Regions from separate parts of the Mus musculus genome. Here all the other regions are linked to region 3. Evidence: chromatin contacts called from public HiChIP or PLAC-seq data. All regions are on one chromosome and are shown on one strand. Each heading gives the region's core, a stretch centred on a gene start, on an enhancer-like site or on the middle of the called end of the contact. The rest is flanking DNA. Distances are from core to core; before and after follow the strand shown. Region 1 overlaps Reep1 (receptor accessory protein 1). Region 2 overlaps Reep1 (receptor accessory protein 1). Region 3 overlaps Chmp3 (charged multivesicular body protein 3).

What was found. HiChIP or PLAC-seq counts read pairs in DNA pulled down with a chosen protein or histone mark.
Region 1: a contact with region 3 is called in an H3K27ac HiChIP or PLAC-seq map of T-cell acute lymphoblastic leukemia, with 2.1 times the contacts expected there. The contact joins two enhancer-like sites. A contact is called at or near these places in 1 of 484 Hi-C or Micro-C datasets (nephron progenitors), 3 of 115 datasets of contacts at active chromatin or transcription factors (T-cell acute lymphoblastic leukemia and embryonic stem cells) and 2 of 9 other capture datasets (adipose tissue and embryonic stem cells).
Region 2: a contact with region 3 is called in an H3K27ac HiChIP or PLAC-seq map of T-cell acute lymphoblastic leukemia, with 3 times the contacts expected there. The contact joins two enhancer-like sites. A contact is called at or near these places in 2 of 115 datasets of contacts at active chromatin or transcription factors (T-cell acute lymphoblastic leukemia and embryonic stem cells) and 1 of 9 other capture datasets (embryonic stem cells).

Annotation. Positions count from the first base shown.
Region 1 is chr6:71,775,541-71,780,554 of GRCm38.p6, reverse strand. All of the region lies in intron 4 of Reep1 (receptor accessory protein 1), which reads right to left. Among named protein-coding and RNA genes, the nearest start is that of Mrpl35, 46 kb to the left of the region's middle. Within about 2 kb of position 1,329, at least 15 of the 459 cell types and tissues checked have an H3K27ac peak or open chromatin away from gene starts, as enhancers often do. A contact at or near this core is called in T-cell acute lymphoblastic leukemia, where this site is marked.
Region 2 is chr6:71,755,931-71,760,564 of GRCm38.p6, reverse strand. It overlaps Reep1 (receptor accessory protein 1), which reads right to left. Exons shown (of 7, transcript NM_178608.4): 2 at 4,129-4,201. Among named protein-coding and RNA genes, the nearest start is that of Reep1, 51 kb to the right of the region's middle. Within about 2 kb of position 2,829, at least 136 of the 459 cell types and tissues checked have an H3K27ac peak or open chromatin away from gene starts, as enhancers often do. A contact at or near this core is called in T-cell acute lymphoblastic leukemia, where this site is marked.
Region 3 is chr6:71,561,904-71,566,435 of GRCm38.p6, reverse strand. All of the region lies in intron 3 of Chmp3 (charged multivesicular body protein 3), which reads right to left. Among named protein-coding and RNA genes, the nearest start is that of Chmp3, 20 kb to the right of the region's middle. Within about 2 kb of position 1,610, at least 7 of the 459 cell types and tissues checked have an H3K27ac peak or open chromatin away from gene starts, as enhancers often do. A contact at or near this core is called in T-cell acute lymphoblastic leukemia, where this site is marked.

The sequences.
Region 1 (5,014 bases), core at 80-2,579, 210 kb before region 3:
AAGATGGGTTAGCTATTGCCAAGTGCGAAGGGGAATTCTGAATAAGTAAGCATCCAATAATAACTCACTGACCTAAGTCCTGGGTTATCTCTAAAGGTCCTCTCAGTCCTAGGGATGCAGACAATCCTGCTTTTCCCCGAGAAGCTGCTCCACAAGACAGACAGCATCCAGCATGCTGGGATACCGAGAACAAAGCTTCAAGCTCTGACCTCAGCTAATCGGTGGCAAAACTTGGGGGTTTATTTTGTTTGGGTTTGTTCTATTTTTAAGATTTATATTATGTTTAACAGTGTTTTGTCTGCATGTATGTAGGTGCACCGTGTGCATGCAGTGCCTGTGGATAGCAAAGAGGGAGTCTGATTCCCTGGAACTATAGTTACAGTTGGTTATGAGTGCTAGAAACAGAACCCAGGTCCTCTGGAAGAGCAGCCAGTGATCTTAACTGCTGAGCCATCTTGCTGTGAGTTGTCCTGATGCTGTTCGTATTCTGATGTTAATTCTGCAGGTGATCTCATTGTCCCCATTTTATGTGGTTAATAAAGGCTAGAGCCTGTGATTGGGCAGTGGAGGGGAAAGGTGGAAGTGTGAGAGTGGGGGCAGAGGGAGAAGGAAAGAGGACGAGAAGGGAAGGAGGAGGAGAGAGGAGGAGGAAGCCATGATAGAGCAGAACCAGGTGGCCAGGAGAAACCACAAGTGGCAAGGGGTCTTATAGCTGGGGAATAAGTTAGTATGTTATATCTGCCCAATCTAGGTTTATGACTTATAATTATAATAACTGGATTGCATGTTTTTTATATGGGCTTATTGGGGTTGGAAATTCCAGCAATACATCTCTCCAGACCCTCTTAACAGTTTTCTCTTCTAGAAACAGACAGTAATGATGGCACTTCACTTGCGGTGCATGGCGAGGGTTAACAAGGTGAGCACCTTGGCTACCACACATGACAGTCTCCATCATCTTCATCTTCAAGACAGATGATGGAAACCTTGCAATTTTCTCATTCTGGTATTCTGAGATACTGCCCCATGTGAGCAATGATAGGAGGAATTGGGTAAAGAAAGAAACAGGCATTATTTTGGTGGAGAAGGGACATAAGTTTAACAGATGCTGAAATAAAGGAAATTAAAGTCTTCCAGTGTAGCAAGATGGGAAACAGCACGGAGGTCTCCTGACCAAAGCGAGGTGCAATACTGCAAATTCAGCTTGGGTCTGGATCAACTCTACTGTTTACTTCTTTGTTTTACACCTTTCGTTGTCCTGAGAAGGTGGGTGTATGGTAGTCACAGTGGTTCGTTTAACAGTTCAGTAAGACTTGTGGCCTCAGTCTTGTTTGAAGCTCTGCTCCCATAGTGAGTTTCCTTTGCTTTGAGGTCTGGGGTTGGGGCGGGGGGTTGGGGTTGGGGGGCTCAGGCAGCCCCAGCTGCTATCCCTCTTCACAGCCTCCCCAGGAGGGCCCAGGCTCTGTGATCCAGCAGACTAAGGAGTGATTCTTGGCAGCTCTTAAGACACCACTTTCCCTCCAGTGGACAGGATACAGCTTCAAAGAAGACAACATTTGGGGAGAAGGAGATGAGCAAGTGAAGAGGTATCTAGATCTCTAACCCCCACCTTTCTGAGGTGGAGGGGGGGCAGCTGTGGGCTTGGTTCCAAAGGTGCTGTTGAGGGCTGGCCAGAAGTCCAAAGCATTGAACTTCAGAAAGTACAGACACTAGTGAACCAGCAGGAGCTAACTCTGTGTTTGTTCATTTCTTGGTGTTGTGAGAGATTCCTGACAAACTCAGGAAAGAGTGTTTTTCCTCCTTGGTGGTTTGAGATGGTGTAGTCCACCATGTTGGGCAAGACACGTTGGTGGGAGCTGCTCAAAGTCATAGTGGTAGGAACATGTGGCCACTATTTCTTATATGGCACAACCAGGAAATAGAGGTCTCAGTATATGAGGACCAGAGGCAAATATAAACTTGAATTCCTGCCCCACAACCCACATTTGCCCCTTAGGCCCCATGTTTAAAAGATTTCACAGCCTCCCAACACAGCACTACAAACTCTTCAAACCCAAGAGACTGGAGGCAGAGAAGTTCCTATTCAAAACGTAACAGGTACCTATTTTATTTTAAAGAATTCTACTACACAATTAGGTTAGAAAAATAATGCAATTAATGAAGTATATACTGCTAGGATCATTTAGCCCGGTAATCCCACTCTTGGGAATTCATTAAGACAAAAGAAGGATCTGAATGAGTGGTAGTGCTCAGGGCAGAGTTGCCTGTAACAAGAACATTGGAACAATCTCAGTATTTAGTAGAAGAAAACAGTTCTGTTGCTCTGAGTCACTAGGCCATGACTCATTCCTATTCGTTTATGTGGTACGTGTGCTGTATGCTCGTGTCTGTGGGGTGTGTATGCACTCATGTGTGCACATTGCGTGTCTCCTCTACTGCTCTCTACTAAAATAAATATTTTAAATGTACAGTTATTTAGGTGTGTGTATACAGCCTTGGTGCATGAATATTACCTGCAAGAGTCAGTTCTCTTTCTCTCCCATCTGGGTTCTGGGGCTCAAACTCAGGTTTTCAGGTTTGGTGGCGAGCATATGTATCCTGTGCACCATTTAGCTGGCCTTCTACCTTAGCTTTTGAGGCAAGGTCTCTCATTGAACCTGGAGCTCACCATGTTGGCTAGCCCAGCCGACACTGAGCCCCTGGCATCTGTTTGTGTCTACCACCCCTCCCCACTTCCCACCCTGCCTGTCTACATGCTGCTGGGCTTATAAACACAGCTCCTCATGCTTGCACAACACTGAGCCATCTTCTTGAATGCAACTATTTTATTTATATTAAGAATGTATTTATTTACCTAGAGATAGGATTTCAAGTAACTCAGGCTGGCCTGGAAGACAACTTAGGATGTCCTTTGAACTTTTGCCTCCACCTTCTAAGTGCTGGGATTGCAGGTGTGTGCCACCGTGCCTGGTTCTAGACAGTACTGGATGTTAAACCCCTGGCTCTGTGATGCTAAGCAAGCATTCCACTAGCCGAGCTACCTTCCCAGTCCTCTATGCTGAGTTTTTGTTTCTCTGTTTCTCTGAGATGGGCTCTTCTTTTATTTATATTATATATCTGAGTGTTCTGTCTTCATGCACACCAGAAGAAGAAATCAGATTCTGTTACAGATGGCTGTTAGCCACAATGTGGTTGCTGGGAATTGAACTCAGGACCTTTGGAAGGGCAGCCAATGCTCTCAAGCACTGAGCCATCTCTTCAGCACAAGACCAACTCGTCTTATGCTAGCTGCACTGCTCTGGAAGTCCTTAGCTCTGTAAATTTCCCTCTCTTGTTCTTACCAAGGTCTGGGACTGCATGCCTGTGTACCACTGTTCTCAGGCTAAATTTGACAACTATTGAAAAAAGAGTCTATATAAAGTGGTTAACAGTACATGTAGAGATCTTATTATCTGCAGAATGACTGGGGCTAAATGTGATTTTTTAAAAAAAAAGATTGTTTTGATAGTTAATTAATTAATTAATTTTAATTTTAATTTTTTTGGTTTTTCAAGACAGGGTTTCTCTGTATAGCCCTGGCTGTCCTGGAACTCACTTTGTAGACCAGGCTGGCCTCGAACTCAGAAATCCGCCTGCCTCTGCCTCCCTAGTACTGGGATTAAAGGTGTGCACCACCACTCCCGGCTTAATTAATTTGTTTTTTGAGTCAAGGGCCTGGATGACCCTGGGTGGCCTGAGACTCACTATTTAGACCATTCTTGTCAGTCTTTGATGTGTGTCAGGAAGTCCACCTGCTTCCTCCTTCTGAGTATTAGAACTGGAGATATGTAATCTTTGAGGAGTTAGACTGCTAATCTTTTTATCTTTTTCTAGTTTGTGAAAAGTTTTATCAATAATGACAGACAACATTTTTATATAATTTTACCACTTTTACGGAGACAGGCTCTTATTTTGTGGCTCAAACTTGTAATCTTCTTGCCTTAGCATCTTGAGAGGTAGGATTATAGGTGTGAGCCACCATGACCAGCCACTATATCTAAACATGTGCAAATATACACTTTTCCCCCCTGAGATACAGTTTCTTTGTGTAGCCCTGACTGTCCTGGAACTCTCTCTATATAGATCAGGCTGGCCTCAGACTCAGAGATCTGCCTGCCTCTGCCTCGCAAGTGCTGGGATTAAAGGCGTGTAAAACCACCGCCTGGCTAAATATACACTTAGAAAAAAACAACAACAAAAAACCAAAGTGATTACTTTCATATTTCCTTGTCAACAATGTTGTCATCACTGTATTAAGAATTCAATTTATGGGCTGGATATATAGCGGTAGAATATTTACCTAACATTCATGAGGCCCTGGGCTCAATCTTGAGTACCACAATGAGGAAGAAATGTTACTGACTGTGTGTATGTGTGTGTTAGATGTGTGTGTATATTCATGTGGTTTTGCATGTGAGTGTACATGTGGATGACATGATTGTGGAAGCCATATCTTTATTTCTCCACCTTCTTTTCTTTTTAAGACAGTCTTTACTGAAGTTTGAAACTCAGTAGACTAGCCACAGAGAGCCACAGATGTGGCTAGACTATCTGTACAGGGAGTTCCAGGGAGCTGCCTGTCTCTGTTCCTCCCCTGTCCCAGCACTGCGGTTACAGGCACTCACTGCCAAGCCTGTTTCTCCACGTGGATCTTCAGAGTCAGAACTCAAGCCCTCACACAGAACGCAAACACTTTACTGATGGAGCCATCTCTCCAGCCTCAATGTTACTGATTTTATACCTTGATTTCTTTTAATTTTTTGACTATTGAATTAATCTGTCAGTTTTAATAGTCTTTTTGTGGAATCCTTAGGGTTTTACACATATTGAATCAGATCATATGTAATCAGGAGTGATGTGACTTCCTCTCTTCCTGTCGTATGCATGACTCTTACTTGTTTATCTTGCCTGACTGCTATGGAGAGACTTCCAATACTGTGTTAAGAGTAGTGAAGGCAGACACGCTGATCTCATC
Region 2 (4,634 bases), core at 1,580-4,079, 190 kb before region 3:
TTATACTAATTAATAATAATTAATTTGTGAAATATTAATTCCAACAGTTTCAGTCTTGAGAAAGGGTCTCACTCAATATTAGTGGCTCCCCGAGGATGGTGACCACTACATAGCCAATAGGAATTAACAGAGTTATTCAGGACACTGGGATAGGAAGGTCAACAACTGTAATTGCACGCATCCTTAAAAAGGAATTCTTCCCAGTGATGTCAGAGGGAGCCATGCCTGTGGAAGACTGCTCAGAGATGCAAAACCACTGGCTCCAAAGAATGAGGAAGCGGTGTGTGCTGGCGAGCAGCTGCCACCTGGAGCCACAGACCAGGCAGAGACACTCTTTCCTTCAGAGACTGCAAAGAGAAACAGCCTTGCCTGTCACTTCAGCAATGGAATCTAATAATGTATGCTGTTCTATGCTGGGAAGTTCATGGTAACTTGTTACAGTGACAATAAGCTAATCCGATACTTTGTACGAAATTTAGAATAATAACGAAAGAATATAAAAATGAGAGTATAGCCAAAAGGAGTTATTCAGCGTTATAAATATTAGTAGACACAAGGGTGTTATTGTTACAGTCTTCAAATTTTGCATCATCCTGAGCTAAAGAGAGAGCTCAGCCATTGAGAGTACTGGCTCTTCTTCCAGAGGACCTGGGTTCAATTCCCATAAATTACATGGTGGCTCACAACCATCTGTAACTCCAGTCCCAGGGGATTTGATGCCCTTTTCTGGCTACTGAGGGCACTGCGGGCACATGGTACACTAGGACAAGCAGGCAAAACATCCATACCCATAAAATAAAATAAAATAAAATAAAATAAAATAGCATTATTCAATAACCTATGTTTTTGTACATATTTTATAAATTATAGATAATGAATATAATTTCGGGTATAACCAATTTAAAAACAATAAATAAATATGTTTAAAAGCTAGTTCAAGAGACCACTGACTCTTCTCAGGGAAAATGATCTGAAGCAGACCCCAGGGAGCGGCTGTAGAGAACGACAGGAGATCTGCGTTGGGAGATGACATGGCCCTGAGGATGATGGGCACAGTCACCAACTGGGCATGAGAAGTGATGCAGCTGGATAGTGAAGGAGAGGCTGGAGTCCCGGGAAAGTTCCAGGTCGTCTCCTGTACAAATGGGGTTATGAGGTGCCACAGCTGAGAATCATATGGAAGAAAATCTTCATCAAGAAATTCAAGAGATCGAAATAGACTAGATTTCAGGGCTGCACTGAGGGTGGGTGGGGTTGGGAACAGGGTGTTGGGGGGCAGAAAATATTTAGAGAAATGACTGGAATTGGGGGGCATTTCAATGGCAAGGTGGAAACCCAGTGCAATGGAAACCCCGTGGGCTCTCCGAGAATAATCCTTGCAAAGACTCCTAGTAATGAAGGACAGGGGGCCTGAACCAGCCATCTTCTGTAACCAGGCAAGGCCTCAAGTGGAGGGATTGGGACACCAACCCAGCCACAAGACCTTCAACCTATAGCTTGTCCTGCCTGCAGCGTGTTCTGGGACCAGAGCCTAACAAAACAAACATCAAAGAGTCCGGAGAGAGTTCATCCAGCAACTGATGGGGACAGGTGCAGAGTCCTACAGCCAACCATTGGGCAGCCCAGGGAGCCCTGCAGAGGAGCAGGAGGAAGGATCAGAGGAGCCAGACGGGTCAGGGACACACAGCCCACAGAATCAACTGACTGGGACTCATGGGAACTTAAGAGAGCAGGGAACCTGTATGGGTCTGACCTAGGTCCTCTACTTATGTGCTACGGATGTGTTTTTTTGTGGGAATCTTAACATTGGGAGCAGGGGCTGTTCCTGACTCTTTTGTCAACTCCTTTCCTCCTGCTGGGTTGCCTTGTCCAGCCTTGATGATGGTACATGCCGGGCCTCACTGTTGCTGGGTCTTACTGTAGCTTGTTATCCAGTGTTTGGTTGATGTCCCTGGGAGGCCTGCCTGGTCTTTTCTGAGGGGAGGTGGAAGGGGGTTGATCATGGAGAAAGGGGAAGGTGGGTGGGGGGGGGGGGAGAGAAACTGCAGGCAGGGTGTAATATATGAGAGAAGAATAAAAAAGAAAGAAAAAAAGAAAAATAATTCCCTAGATCAAATTGACCTGTGGCCATGCCTATGAGAGACTGTCTTGATTGTTAATTGATATGGGAGGGATCTGCCCACTGTGGGCAGCGCCAATCCCTGGGCAGGTGGTACTAGGTGGTATAAGGAAGTTAGCTGACCATGAGCCCAAGTGAGCCATCAAAACAGCATTTGCCATGGTTCTGCTAGACTTCCTTGGCTGTGAGTGAATTTCTATGTTAGAGGCACTCCTGCATGACTAGCAAGCAGCCTGCCTTTAAGATCCTGCTTGAGTTCTTGCCCTTGCTTCTCTCAGTGATGGAGATCATCAGTGATGGAGTCATCTAGACGTTTAAGCCAACTTCTTTTCTTCCCCAAAGTTGCTTTTGGTCAAAGTGTTTCCTTATTTAAAGTTTTAAGATTTCTTTTTATTTTTTTAATTCCTGTCTGTCTGTCTGTGTCTCTGTGCCTTGCTCTCTCTCTCTGCGTGTGAGTGTGTGTGTGTGTGTGTGTGTGTGCGTGAGTGTGTAGTAATGTGTGTTTAGGTGCTTTCAGAGAGCAGAAAAGGGCATCAGATGCCCTAGAATTGGAGTAACAGGTGTTGAGAGCCACTTAATTCAGGTCCTCTGGAAAAACAGCAAGTGCTCTTACCACTGAACCATCTCTCCAGCCCCTAGTCCGAGCATTTCATCACAGCAACAGAAATAAAATCAAACAGACCACAAGAAGGAAACATGAACCGTGTGAGTGCACATGTGATATGGCACTGAGCATGCTAGAGTGGGGGCTTTGAGAGTACGCACTGAACATATGTGACAGTGTGCGTGTGTGAGGGGCAGCAGGAGGAGGCAAGTCTCCCCTGATTCTCCTCAGCTCCCATCTCCCAAAGCCAGTTTTACCCAGAAACCTTCTAACCTTAACTGCCAAGCTCCCCCATGGGGAAGTGTGCACACCCCAGCCAACAGACAGCTGTTCTACTTGTCAGTTAGGTCTCACTCAAAATGAATGAGCTGCCACTCTGGCCATACACCAGGCTCCTGTGAGCTGAGTCAGCACAGAACGATTTACCAGGGTTTGATCTCGCCCAGCTGCCTGCGAGCAAGCGTGCTCAGCCCCTGCCCTGGAGCGGATCAGCCTTGAATTACAGAGACCTCAGTAAGGCCTCCCTCCCAGGCCCAGCTGCTGAGTACCACAGGTGGGGAGGGCTCGGGAGGGGGAAGCACTGGAAGAAGAAGCTGCCTATTGCTTTAGCCTGGGCTGTGTCAGTTGAGAACTGGGAGCCTCTGTGTTTGCAGCTTTTTGGCTATTTATAGCATGGGCACAGGGCTGTCCTCACACATACCAGGGATGGGCCTCCAGAAGTCACCCACTCTGGGTCCCCTGTTAGGAGCAGCTGAAGTAAGTGGTTCTGGGAACAGGGAGCAAGGGGGCTGGGCTTTGGTTGCAGCTGAACTGGAGGTGTTCATCATAAAGACTTCTTGGGAAATCCACGAAAATAATGACTTTCAAGCTAGCTCTGAATTAATCCATTCATACTTTAAAAGATTTTGCTTTTCCATTGCCATGGGCTCAGCTCTCTGCCAAGTGCTGCAGAGAGCTGATTAGGAACACCCCCACCCTCAAAGAGCTGACACGTCAACCAGGCTAAAACTGGTGTCGGAGGACAGACTGGAAGCGGGTCAGAACCAGCGAGCCAGGTAATAACCCAGGTCACATGGCTTCTCAAACCTGTGTGCCGTCTCTGGGGGAAGAAGGTGGTCTGTGGTCTGTGGTCTGCAGTTCCCCGGGTGAGGGAACTGGCCAGAGAGATGAAGTCACCATGGCACCTGACCCCGAGTCCCAGATTCAGTTTCTCCTTACAGTTCGCTGCTTTCCTCACTTTGATACTTAGGGTCTGGACAGGGGACAGCTTTGGATGGGGACAGGACTTCTGAGGAGTCACATGAGAAGGGTGATAGGTTCCCTTCTGCCACAGACCCAGACTAAGGGACAAGTTCCTCCACCATTCACGCTGAGCCACCCGCCCCCAGTGAGCGGCTTCACTTACATATTCTTTAATGTCCTTGGACTTCACAGCCTTGTATGAATAATATGCAGGATAAAGGGTGCCAAATATAAGCCTGCAGAGACGAGACAAAGGAAAAAGAGAGACATGATTTTCACCCATCCTGCTTGATGGAAATCATAAAACATCATATCCAGGGAACCATTCAAGCCAGGGAAATAACTCCCCTGAAGGTTTCCCGTTCACTGCTACATAATTCTTAGAAACACCTTTTCCTGAGACAGCCACCCACACACTTCCTTCTATCTTGGCTTGGGCAATATGGAAGGGCGACCAAGAATTATGGAGGTTAAGACAGGAGGAGACAGCAGCTAAGGCTCTGTGGAAGGATGGCTTCCTCTCCTGATGTTGATCTCCACCAGCAGATGCTGGAAGCCTAGGATCATTGAATTTGGCCTCAGCATCTTGCAGCCAGCATAAGCTTTCATATTCACAAATCTAACCAGGTCCACATCTCCTCCCATCAGCACACCTCCTCTGCCTTCACT
Region 3 (4,532 bases), core at 361-2,860:
GGCACAGCAGAGTGCCATGTCAAGCTCGAATAAGCCACAATTTATTGATTCAATCCCTCACTGAAGAAAAGCAAAATGCTATCAGTTCCACTATTAGCAATGTCTTCCCAGTGTTGGCTTTAAGTATCTGCATTTTACTAACTGGGTAAATTTTTCTGATGTTTACAAATATATACAAATTACAAAATTAATGCAAAACAAATGAAACATCAAAAAGTTCAAAGTCAAACATTAATGACAAAAATTTTATGTGATGAGATGTTTCACTTAAACTATTACTTTAAGTGAGGGTGATATTGTGGTAAACACTGGAGAGCCATGTGTCTACTTAAGGTCTTGTATGTTTTACCACACTTTTTCTCTATTATGACTACTTGCATTCAATGGTAATTACTTGGCATGGCCATTTACACAGTAGGTTTGACTCCATTTTCTTCTTTTTAATTGTTATTGTTTTGAAACAGGATCTTACTATGTAGCCCTAGATGTCCTGGAACTGGCTATGTAGACCAGGTCACCTCCAACTCACTGACATCCACCTCCCTCTGCCTGCTAAGTGCAGAGACTAAAGGTGTGCACCATCATGCCTGGTTGGGACTTGGCTCTCTCCATGTTACACTGCCATGGCTAAATTTGGTACCAAATCAAAAATGCAAATAAGGAAGTTAAAATCTCATGAAAGTAAATGATTTTAACATGACCCATAGACACATATGCCAAGTTTATAAACAATAATGAAAGATGACTTAAAATGTTCTTAATTCTCAAAGAAAAATTACAAGAAAAAGAATATATTCTTTGACTCCTCTGTAAAATCTGCCAGAATGAAAATGGCTGGCCTTACTAGGAATGGTGGTTCATGTCTTTGATTCTAGCACTGGAATGCAGAGGCAGGTGAATCTCTGTGAGTTCAAAGTCAGTCTGGTCTACACAGTCGTTCCAGGATAGGGTAGGATAGGATAGGAAGGAAAAAGAAGAGAAGAGAAAAAGAAAAGGAGAGAAAAAGAAAAGGAGAGGAGGAGGAGGGGGAGGGGGAGAAGGGGGAGAGGAGAGATGGGGAGGGGGAGGGGGAAAGAGAAGAGGGTTGGCTGTGAATTCAATGGCTAGACTCTCTCTACCTCCCAAGTTCTGAGATTACAGGCATTGTGGCAACTTGTCCAACTAACAATTCCTATAAATACTTTCATGTTTGAGAGCATGTTTTGATATGAAAGAAGGTATATATTTAAATTCTAATATAGCCAAAATTACTTTCATGATTTTTGAATCAATTATTAATTACACTAAATGAGTGAGCATAAACCCCGAGTCATCTTTCTTGATCTTGAGTTGGAAAGTCATGTTTCATATGAGTCTACTGTAGGCTGCTATATAGGTATGTGATGGATGCTGGAGGACAACTTTTTGGAGTCAGCTGTTTCCTTCCACCATGTGGGTCCTGGGGATCAAATCTGGGTTGTCAGGCTTGGCAGCAAGCATCTTCATCTGCTGAGAGCCATCTCACCAGCCCCCAGAAACCTATGCCCTTGGACAGAAATGTGATTATATCATTCAAAGCATATCCGGGGGCTAGGGATGTAGCTCCATTGATGTGGTACTTGCTGAGGATGCAGAAAACCCTTGTTCAACTCCCAGCTTCACATAAAGCCAGGTGCACAGACACATGTTTTGTGACCTTAGTACTTAAGGAAAAGCAGAGACAGGAGGAACAGAGGTAAATGTCATCTTCCCCATAAGGAGTTCAAGGCCAGCTTGGGCTACATGAGCTCCTGTGACCAACAGCACAGCCTGAACTTCTTTTTTTTTTTTTTTTGGTTTTTCGAGACAGGGTTTCTCTTTATAGCTCTGGCTGTCCTGGAGCTCACTTTGTAGACCAGGCTGGCCTCGAACTCAGAAATCCGCCTGCCTCTGCCTCCTGAGTGCTGGGATTAAAGGAGTGCAACACCACACCCGGCACCAGCCTGAACTTCTTATTGGGACTGAAAACCTCTTTACACATCCAGTTCCTCTCCTTTGTCTTGGTGTAATTTTTAGATGGTTTTCAAAAGGCTTTTTTTGGATTGTACTATCAGCTTTTGGATTACAATTGCTAGTCACTTTTTCTTTTGACTTTGTAGCAATAATTTTTATTTTGTTCAGAAACTTTAAACATTTTGTGCTGCATTTATAACTTTTCTTTTATAAGATTTTATATTTGACTCTAAAAACATTTTTTTCATTTCATCTTCTTATAAATGTTAAATATATTTTCTTCTAGTGCTTTTGTGAATTTATTTTTATCTTCAATATTTGGTTCATTTAGAAATTACTTTTTAGGGGGCTGGTGAGATGGCTCAGTGGGTTAGAGCACCCGACTGCTCTTCCGAAGGTGCAGAGTTCAAATCCCAGCAACCACATGGTGGCTCACAACCATCCGTAACGAGATCTGACCCCCTCTTCTGGAGTGTCTGAAGACAGCTACAATGTACTTACATATAATAAATAAATAAATTAAAAAAAAAAAAAGAATTCTGAAAAAAAAAAAAAAAAAGAAATTACTTTTTAAAAAACATATAGATTCCTAAAGCAGATTTAAATGCAGAATGTAGCTTCCTAATTTTCTTACTCAAAATTCAAAGTAAAAAGGTATATGCTATTTCTGAATATGAGAGCCTCTTAGCTGCCTAAATATTAGAAATTCTAGGATGACAACACTTTATGTGTACAGTAGGCAAAATACACTTGAAAACAAGAAGCAAATATACTGAACTGAATGAAGAAAGAAAAAAAAAGAGGTAGTTAAGGAGACAGGAAAATCATGGGTTCCAGGCCAGTGTAAGGTATACAATAAGACCCTGTCTCAAAAACAACCATCATTGGGACTGGAGAAATGGCTCAGCAGTTAAGATCACTGATTGCTCTTTCAAAGTTCAATTCCCAGCAACCATATGGTAACTCACAACCATCTGCAATGGGATTTGATGCCTTCTTCTGGTGTGTCTCAAGACAGCTATAATGTAATTTATATATATATATATATATATATATGTATATATATATATATATATATATATATATATATACACACGCACACACACACATACATACACACACACATACATACACACACATATACACACACATATATACACACACATACATATATATACACACATATATATACACACACACATATATATATACATACATACATATATATAAAATAAATCTTAAAAAACAAAAACAAAACAACCATCATTAACAAGACCCCCTCCCCAATTAAGCCTAATGCAATTTGACCTAAGTCAAAGAGACCAAAAAGGAAAAGTACTATTCAAGACTTTAGCCTTTAGTTAATACAGGCATATCACACTATTGCTGAGAAATCTTACAAATACCTAAAAACAATAAGCAGATAATGTATATAAGAAGCAATTACAATAAAAATAGGCAGTGAAGGTATCTGAGCCCAGGTGACTTATGTAAGCCTCACCTGGAAACAGAGTTAGTACAAACATTTAGACCTAGACACCCGGTAGGTAAGGGATCTAAATTACGATATCATATAGTCTGCATGTCCTGAGGGACTTTCTGAAATTCAGGAGTTCTAAGATCAAAACTGGGAGATAGTAAAGAGAAAGAAAAAGGAAAGAAAAAAAAGGCCATAAAAACTAGCTGGAAAAAATGAACTAATAAATAGAGCTCGAGATGGTTCAATGGTTAAGAACATCTGCTGCTCTTGCAAAGGATACCACTTGTAACTCTAACTCCAAGGGGGATCAGACACCCTCTTCTGGCCTTTGCCAGCACCCACAAGCATGTATATAGACATACAGATAAATAAAAATTTAAAAAAAGGGGGCTGGAGATACGGCTCAGTGGTTAAGAGTACTGGCTGCAATTGTAGAAGACCTGGGTTTGATTCTCAGTACCCACACATCAGCTAGCAGTCAGTCGTATAGAATTCCAGTTCCACTGGATACGATGTCCTCTTCTGCAGGTACTCCACACATATACTACACAGACATACATGCAGGCAAAACATTCATATACAGAAAGGAAAGCTAAATAAGATTTAAAAAATTAAATAATAAAAGTATCCAAAAAGTGAACTAATGAATCAAGGATTTTGCTCCACATTTAATATTCAAAGTACATATAGGAAACAACCACACACAACAGAGAAACAGTCACTAGCATTTGAACCTACTTATGGATGTGTTCTTCACAGGTATTACGTGACACTCCTTTCTAAGCTAGAGATAGAGCCATGGGTTAGACAGACAAGGTGTCTGGCTCTAGTTGGACACAGTGTATGCATTAAGAATACAGCAATGTGAGACATGGTGGCCCACGTCTTTAATTCCAGCATTCAGGAAGCAGAGGCAAATGAATCTTTTTGAGTTCTGTGCCAACTAGGGCTACATATTGAGACTCAAAACAAACAAACAAACAAACAAGCAAACAAACAAATAAGACTGGGGATAGAGCTCAGCGGTATATCACTTGCCTAGCCAATACAAAGTTCTATGTTCAATTCCTAGCATGGTTTT